Linked DNA regions of Mus musculus: region 2 is linked to region 1. The links are chromatin contacts, called in public HiChIP or PLAC-seq maps. All regions are on one chromosome and are shown on one strand. Each heading gives the region's core, a stretch centred on a gene start, on an enhancer-like site or on the middle of the called end of the contact. The rest is flanking DNA. Distances are from core to core; before and after follow the strand shown.

Region 1 (2,886 bases), core at 194-2,693:
TCTGCCAGATCAGAAGAGGGGTGGGGCCAGCTTACCCATGGCCCTGCCACCAGGGCCAGCTCTTCTGTGTTGCCCAGGCAAAGTATGAGCCCACTTGCATCTAGTGCAGACCAGAACCAGCTTTCCTGCTCTCTCGCCCTTGGGGCCGGTTCTCCCATACTGCTTAGATAAGAACTCCAGCCAGTTCTCCTATACTCACTCTCTTGCTCACCAGTAACCCTCACCCTTCCCCACCCTCACCCCTGCAACCAAGGCCACATCTTTTGTGCTCCCTCATTGATGTACGGGAGGCCAGTTCTGCACAGCCCTCAGGCATCAACATGACCCCAGGTGACATCTCAAACCAGGGATTTCCCCATGGCCTTTGGTGGTAACAGACCCCACCCCCACCCCCACTGCTGCATGAACCCAAACATGGCCCTCAGAAGAGCACAGGCCAGGACCTCACCATGGCCTCGGGTGGCAGCACTGGCTACTCACATCAGGCTGTTCCTCGCTACCTTCGAGTCTCCAGTTCTGCCTCTCTTCACTGTGCAAACACTATCTGCTTCTCGTTCTCTTCCATCTCGCCACCATTTACCTGTTCGTTTTAGTGGCATTCCAAGCATCTGGGTATCTGGGGATGTCTCAGAAGTGTTATGCCCTGCCCAGGTTATTTTTTTTATTAGTATGTGTGTGTGTGTTTGATGTATGGTGCAATTGTGGTGCTTATGCCATGGTGTGTGTGTGTGTGTGTGTGTGTGTGTGTGTGTGTGGTGTGTGTGTGTGTGTGTGTGTGTGGTGTATAAGAAAGGACAACTTTGTAGAATCTATTTTCTCCTCCCACCTATTACATGGGTTTCAAGGATTGAACTCATATGGTGTGACAAGAACCTTTCCTTGCTTAGCCATCCCAGCTCATGGCTATTATTGTGGGAATTATGAAATATCTGAAGTTTTAAGTCCCACTCTTCTCCCACAACAGGAGTTTGGAGCTCTCACACTATGAACAGTGGAAACAGAACCTGGGCCTTGGTCAGCTGGATATGCAGTGGCCTTGTAACTACAGGTGGCCTGTTCTGTGAGGAGTTTTGGGAGACACCCTAGTGAGAATACACTGTCCCATTATAGATACTGGGCTGGTAGAGGTAGAGAATAAATGTGTGTGTGTTGTTTCTCCCACAGCTCTCTGTTACACTCTCCCCACCCCCACTCTTTTTGGGGCTTTTGAGACAGGATTTTTCTGTGTGGCCCTGGATGTCCTAGAACTCACTCTGTAGACCAGGCTGGCCACAAACTCACAGAGAACAACCTGCCTCTGCCTCTGCCTCTGCCTTCTGCCTTCTGCCTTCTGCCTTCTGCCTTCTGCCTTCTGCCTTCTGCCACCACTGCCTGGCCCTCTCCCATTTTTCTGAACATAAAACTTACGGAACTTCCTGATCCTCAGCCCAGTTTACAACTTCTCTTTTCTGGTGGCTCGGGCCTATAATACTAGCAGCTGGGAGATGGAGATAGGCCGATTATGAGCTGTCAGGGAAGCCCAACCATTTTTAACTAATTCAAGGGGGGAGGGGACTGGCAAATTCTTCCACAGATAACGTCTCTCTGGTGGACAGAGACCCCTGACCTTTTCTGAATCAGTCTGCCCTGGGTGTTGATCTGGTGGTCTCTCCATATAGACAATGTGTGTGATTCTTAGGGCTCTTCACTTGTATCTTGACCCCACCCCCATCCCCACCTTGCCAAGTGTTCCTCCAGGTAGTGGCAGGCTGTCCTTTTGTCCCCTAGCTTCTCCTCTAAGTTTGAGTCACACTGCTTGGCCCAGGGGCTGTGAGCTGGCTCTCTGGTTCCTATCCTTGAAGTTCCAAAAGCTTTTATATGAAGCCAGCATGGAGAACGGGAGGGGGTAATCCTGGTTTTCTCCCAGGCCCATGCATCAGACACTGGTCCTGACAAAGTGGCAAGTTTGTTCACATAGTCATCTCTAGAGACCACCTATTTTCAGAACTCTCTGGCCCTTAAACACCCTTGGAGACCTTTTGTACACAGCCCTGCTCCCTCCTGGCCACGTCATTTCCAGAGCAGCAGAGCAGACAGCTGGAGCGCTGTGGCTTAGTAAGCGGCTTCTAGAGAAGCCCTCTCCCCTTCCTGCAGACGTCTCCCCCATCTAGCCTCTTTCTGGAGGCATCTTTGGGCCGTTTGGAACCCTCCTCGGTTATGTAGCTGCATAGGCATTACAAGACCAGTGAGCTGGTGGGATTTTCTGGGGAAGCTTTGAGCCTGGATCTTTCTCTGACTTGCTCTGCTTTCGGAGGCAAGTCTCAGCCCCACATCTTTGTTGTTCCACACCTTTAGTCCCTGTCCGCCTCAGCAGTAGCACCCCTCCGCTCCTCTGAGGAAAAGAACAGTGCATGCCTAGAGCCATCTCGCAGGAGAAACCGCTGCATGGTGTTCCGACAGGTCAAGTTCCTGAGTCGTTTCTTTGGTGAAAAACAATTTTATTATTATCACATGTGTGAGAGGGTGGGTGTGTCTGTAGGTTAGAGACACCAGATTCTGTCGTTTCACCATGGAGCCCAAAGATCAAGCTCAGGTCACCAGCCTTGAGAGATAAGTGCTTCACCTGCTGAGCCATCTTGCTGGCCCTGGTTTGTCCTCCATCTGACCAGCATGTTTGGGGCTTGGGGGAGCCCTAGAAAATGCCAGTCTTCTTGATGGCTGAAATCTACCCAAGGGAAGAGAGTAAACCCGGAACTTTGGGTTAGCTGTGGAGAATCTAGCCCTTGCTATTGGTCACTGCTGGCCTGCCTGCTGGGTCCCCTGGCTGTACCCCCTCTGACCTGCCTGCTGGGCCCCCTGTCTGGTGCCTGCTTTTATTCTTTGACCCCCCCACACAAACACCTTCTA
Region 2 (2,978 bases), core at 386-2,885, 480 kb after region 1:
TCTGGGATCAAAGGTCTGTGCCACTATGCCTGGCAACTAATGAACTCTTCATGCCCTGAACATTGAGCCAAAATAAATCCTTTCTCCCTTAAGTTGCTCCCGTTGATTATCTGATCACAGCAGTAAGAAAACTAATTAACACAACATTGTTATAATTGTGCTGGTTTTGTTTCTCTTTGACTGTGCTTTTCGTGGTCTCAAGAAATATTTCTCAATGAATCAGGTTTGTTGTAAGTGACCTCCCTTTCTTGCCCTTGCAGACATCTTGAAGGCATTTTTTGAAGCTCGAGATAGCTGGGTGACTTGCTTTGATCACTGAACTGTGTCTGAAGAGGATAATATCATTATGAACAGTGATAAAGGAAGACCCAGGGATCCAGTCACACGTTCGTATATTGTCCCCTTATCTTGCCTCAGAAACTGTGGGAGAATGGTTGTGTTGGTGTCCCAAGCATCCTGCATTCCAGGAGGGACTATGAACAGAGCCCTGGGTGGGTGGTCTGAATTAGGCATGGAGATGAAATAAGCCTCTCCTGACCCCCCCCCCCTTGCTCTGATGATAAATATTTTTCTACATTTTAGTAATAATTTCAGAAGTTAATTTTTTACATTTAAACCTTTAATTTTTCAGGTAACTTTAAAAAAAGATTTATTTATTTTATGAATGTGAATACACTGTCTTTAGATATACCAGAAAAAGGCATCAGATCCCATTACAGATGGTTGAGAGCCTTTGTGTGGTTGCTGGGAATTAAACTCAGAGCTTTGGAAGAACAGACAGTGCTCTTAACCACTGAGGCACCTTTCCAGCCCGTTTTCAGGAGGACTCTTATGTATGGTGTCTTGAAAAACAGAGAGAGGGGAGGGGAGGGAGAGGGGGAAAGGGAGAGAGCAGGTTTAGCTTAGAGATCAAATTGGCCTTTTAGTATCTACTCCAGAGCCAGGCAACATCTTGTTCCACAAAACAGAAGGAGTCCGCTATCCTGCTGAGCAGTGGGAACTGGTTTCAGAGGCAAGAAAGAACTGGTCAGCTGGGGCCTGGCATAGGAGTCTTGTTCCAAGCAGTGGTTTACCATGAATGTTACTTAACAGGCTCGTGTAAGGATCTGAGAGCCAGTTGCCTTCATTCCATTTATTGAATCTACTTTCCTACCCTGAGTTTTAAAGGCCACCCCTGTGATCCACTTCCTGTCTGTGCCTGAGTGGTTCAGTTTTTTTTGACTCTATCGACAATGTTTTGTTTTGCTGGGTTTTTTGGGGTTTTGTTTTGCTGGGGTTTTTTGGTGTGTGCTTGTTTGTTTTGTTGCTGTTGTTGTAATGTTGTTGTTTTAAGGCAGGTTTCATTATGTATCTCTGGCTCCCTGGAAACTTGCTACATAGACCAGGCTGGCCTTAAAGTCATAAGATTCTTTTGCCTCGTCTCCTGGGTGCTGGGACTAAAGGCGAGCACCACTGCAACCAGATCACCTTGTTTCATCTTGCACAATTCAAACATTGGCTGTTGCTTACTGGCAAACAAGACAGGACTATCTTCATGCATGGAGAGTGGGGAAGGGGGAGTAAGGGAATCTTTGTTCACGTGAGCTGAACCCACCCTTGGTAAATACAGGGCACAGACTTCCTGACCCATATATGCCTCAAAATGTGCCTGTCTGGGAGGTGAGCTGGTTCAGCGGTTAAAATGCTTCCTGTGTATGCTGAGAACCTGAGTTTGATTCCTGGAACGTTCATAAGGGTGGAAGGAGAGAGCTGATGCCCTGAGTTATCTTCTGACCCTGTTATGGGGTCTGCTTAGATCCAACAGAACTCAAACACCAGGCTGAGGCAGATGACAAAAACTCATTGTAATCAAGCTGCTAAGGCTAGATCAGGGCTGCAGAACAGACTCAGGAGCTGAACTCCAACCCTGAAGGGAAGTCAGACAGCATATTTAAAGAATGAAATCATAAATTGAGGGACTGTGTGGTGGACTGTAGCATTCTCCAACCATATTTTGACATAAGGGAGTTTCCACTTATGTCAGGATAGGAGTTGGTTTCTGGGCCTGGGAATATGAACTTAGTTTGACCCTGCCAGCAAAACAGAGAAGTTGCCCCTGAGATAGCTGAACTCAGACAACTGTCACTTTACAACAGACTTCAGCTATTGGGAAGTCCCCAGTTTCCCTAGGGCTGGGGCCTTGAACTTAGTTTCCCCCTATGATTAAGTGGAGTCGGAAAACAAAATGGCAGCACTTAGAACAAGTCTCTTTGTTTGCTCCCAACAATCCCTTCCCACATTCTGAGGCATTAGCACACCCACATCATGCACATACAGAAATAATACAATTTTAAAAATTTAATGACCTTAGCCAGGGGGTGGTGGTACATGCCATTAATCCCAGCATTCAGCAGGCAGAGGCAGGCATATCTCTGTGAATTTGAGGCTAGCCTATTCTACAAAGAAATTTCTACTACAGGCAGGTGTGTTACACAGAGGAACCCTGACTCAAAAAATTAATTTGCTTAATTATGTCTTTAGAGACAATCAAGGTTATTCAAGTAAACTGACAGGGCTCAGTAGCTGGTTGTATTTCTAATGGGGTAGAGTAGGGAGTAGATTTTAACTGGATCAAAACTGATGTTTATGGCCCATGGAACTTGTCCTGCAAGAGCGTCTGTGAGAAATGTGGAATATGAACTTTCTCAGCTGCAGAAGTGTGGGAATCAGATTTCATACTTTAGAAGAGCTTCTCAGACAAATAATAAAATTTATAGAAATATCTAGTTATAAAGCAAGCTGTGATTATAAATTTTTATTTCCCTAGATTATAAAATTCACCACGAATTGCATACTTTAAATCTCTTACTGCTGACGAGGCAGATAAACATTGCTTTTTGATCATAGCAAAGTGTGGAAAGAGTCGTAATTTGAAGTCAAAGTGCAAAGTTTCAAGACAGACCCAGAAGATACCTTGGATGCTTATAGATGTCATGAAT

Evidence for each region. HiChIP or PLAC-seq counts read pairs in DNA pulled down with a chosen protein or histone mark.
Region 2: a contact with region 1 is called in an H3K27ac HiChIP or PLAC-seq map of microglia, with 6 times the contacts expected there. The contact joins two enhancer-like sites. A contact is called at or near these places in 6 of 484 Hi-C or Micro-C datasets (CD4 T cells, embryonic stem cells, nephron progenitors and 2 more) and 1 of 115 datasets of contacts at active chromatin or transcription factors (microglia).

Annotation. Positions count from the first base shown.
Region 1 is chr7:101,069,143-101,072,028 of GRCm38.p6, forward strand. No RefSeq gene overlaps it. Among named protein-coding and RNA genes, the nearest start is that of Fchsd2, 38 kb to the right of the region's middle. Within about 2 kb of position 1,444, at least 49 of the 459 cell types and tissues checked have an H3K27ac peak or open chromatin away from gene starts, as enhancers often do. A contact at or near this core is called in microglia, where this site is marked.
Region 2 is chr7:101,549,671-101,552,648 of GRCm38.p6, forward strand. Gm19765 (predicted gene, 19765) reads left to right here. Exons shown (of 3, transcript NR_166075.1): 2 at 261-386. It also overlaps the pseudogene Art2a. Among named protein-coding and RNA genes, the nearest start is that of Gm19765, 3.3 kb to the left of the region's middle. Within about 2 kb of position 1,636, at least 59 of the 459 cell types and tissues checked have an H3K27ac peak or open chromatin away from gene starts, as enhancers often do. A contact at or near this core is called in microglia, where this site is marked.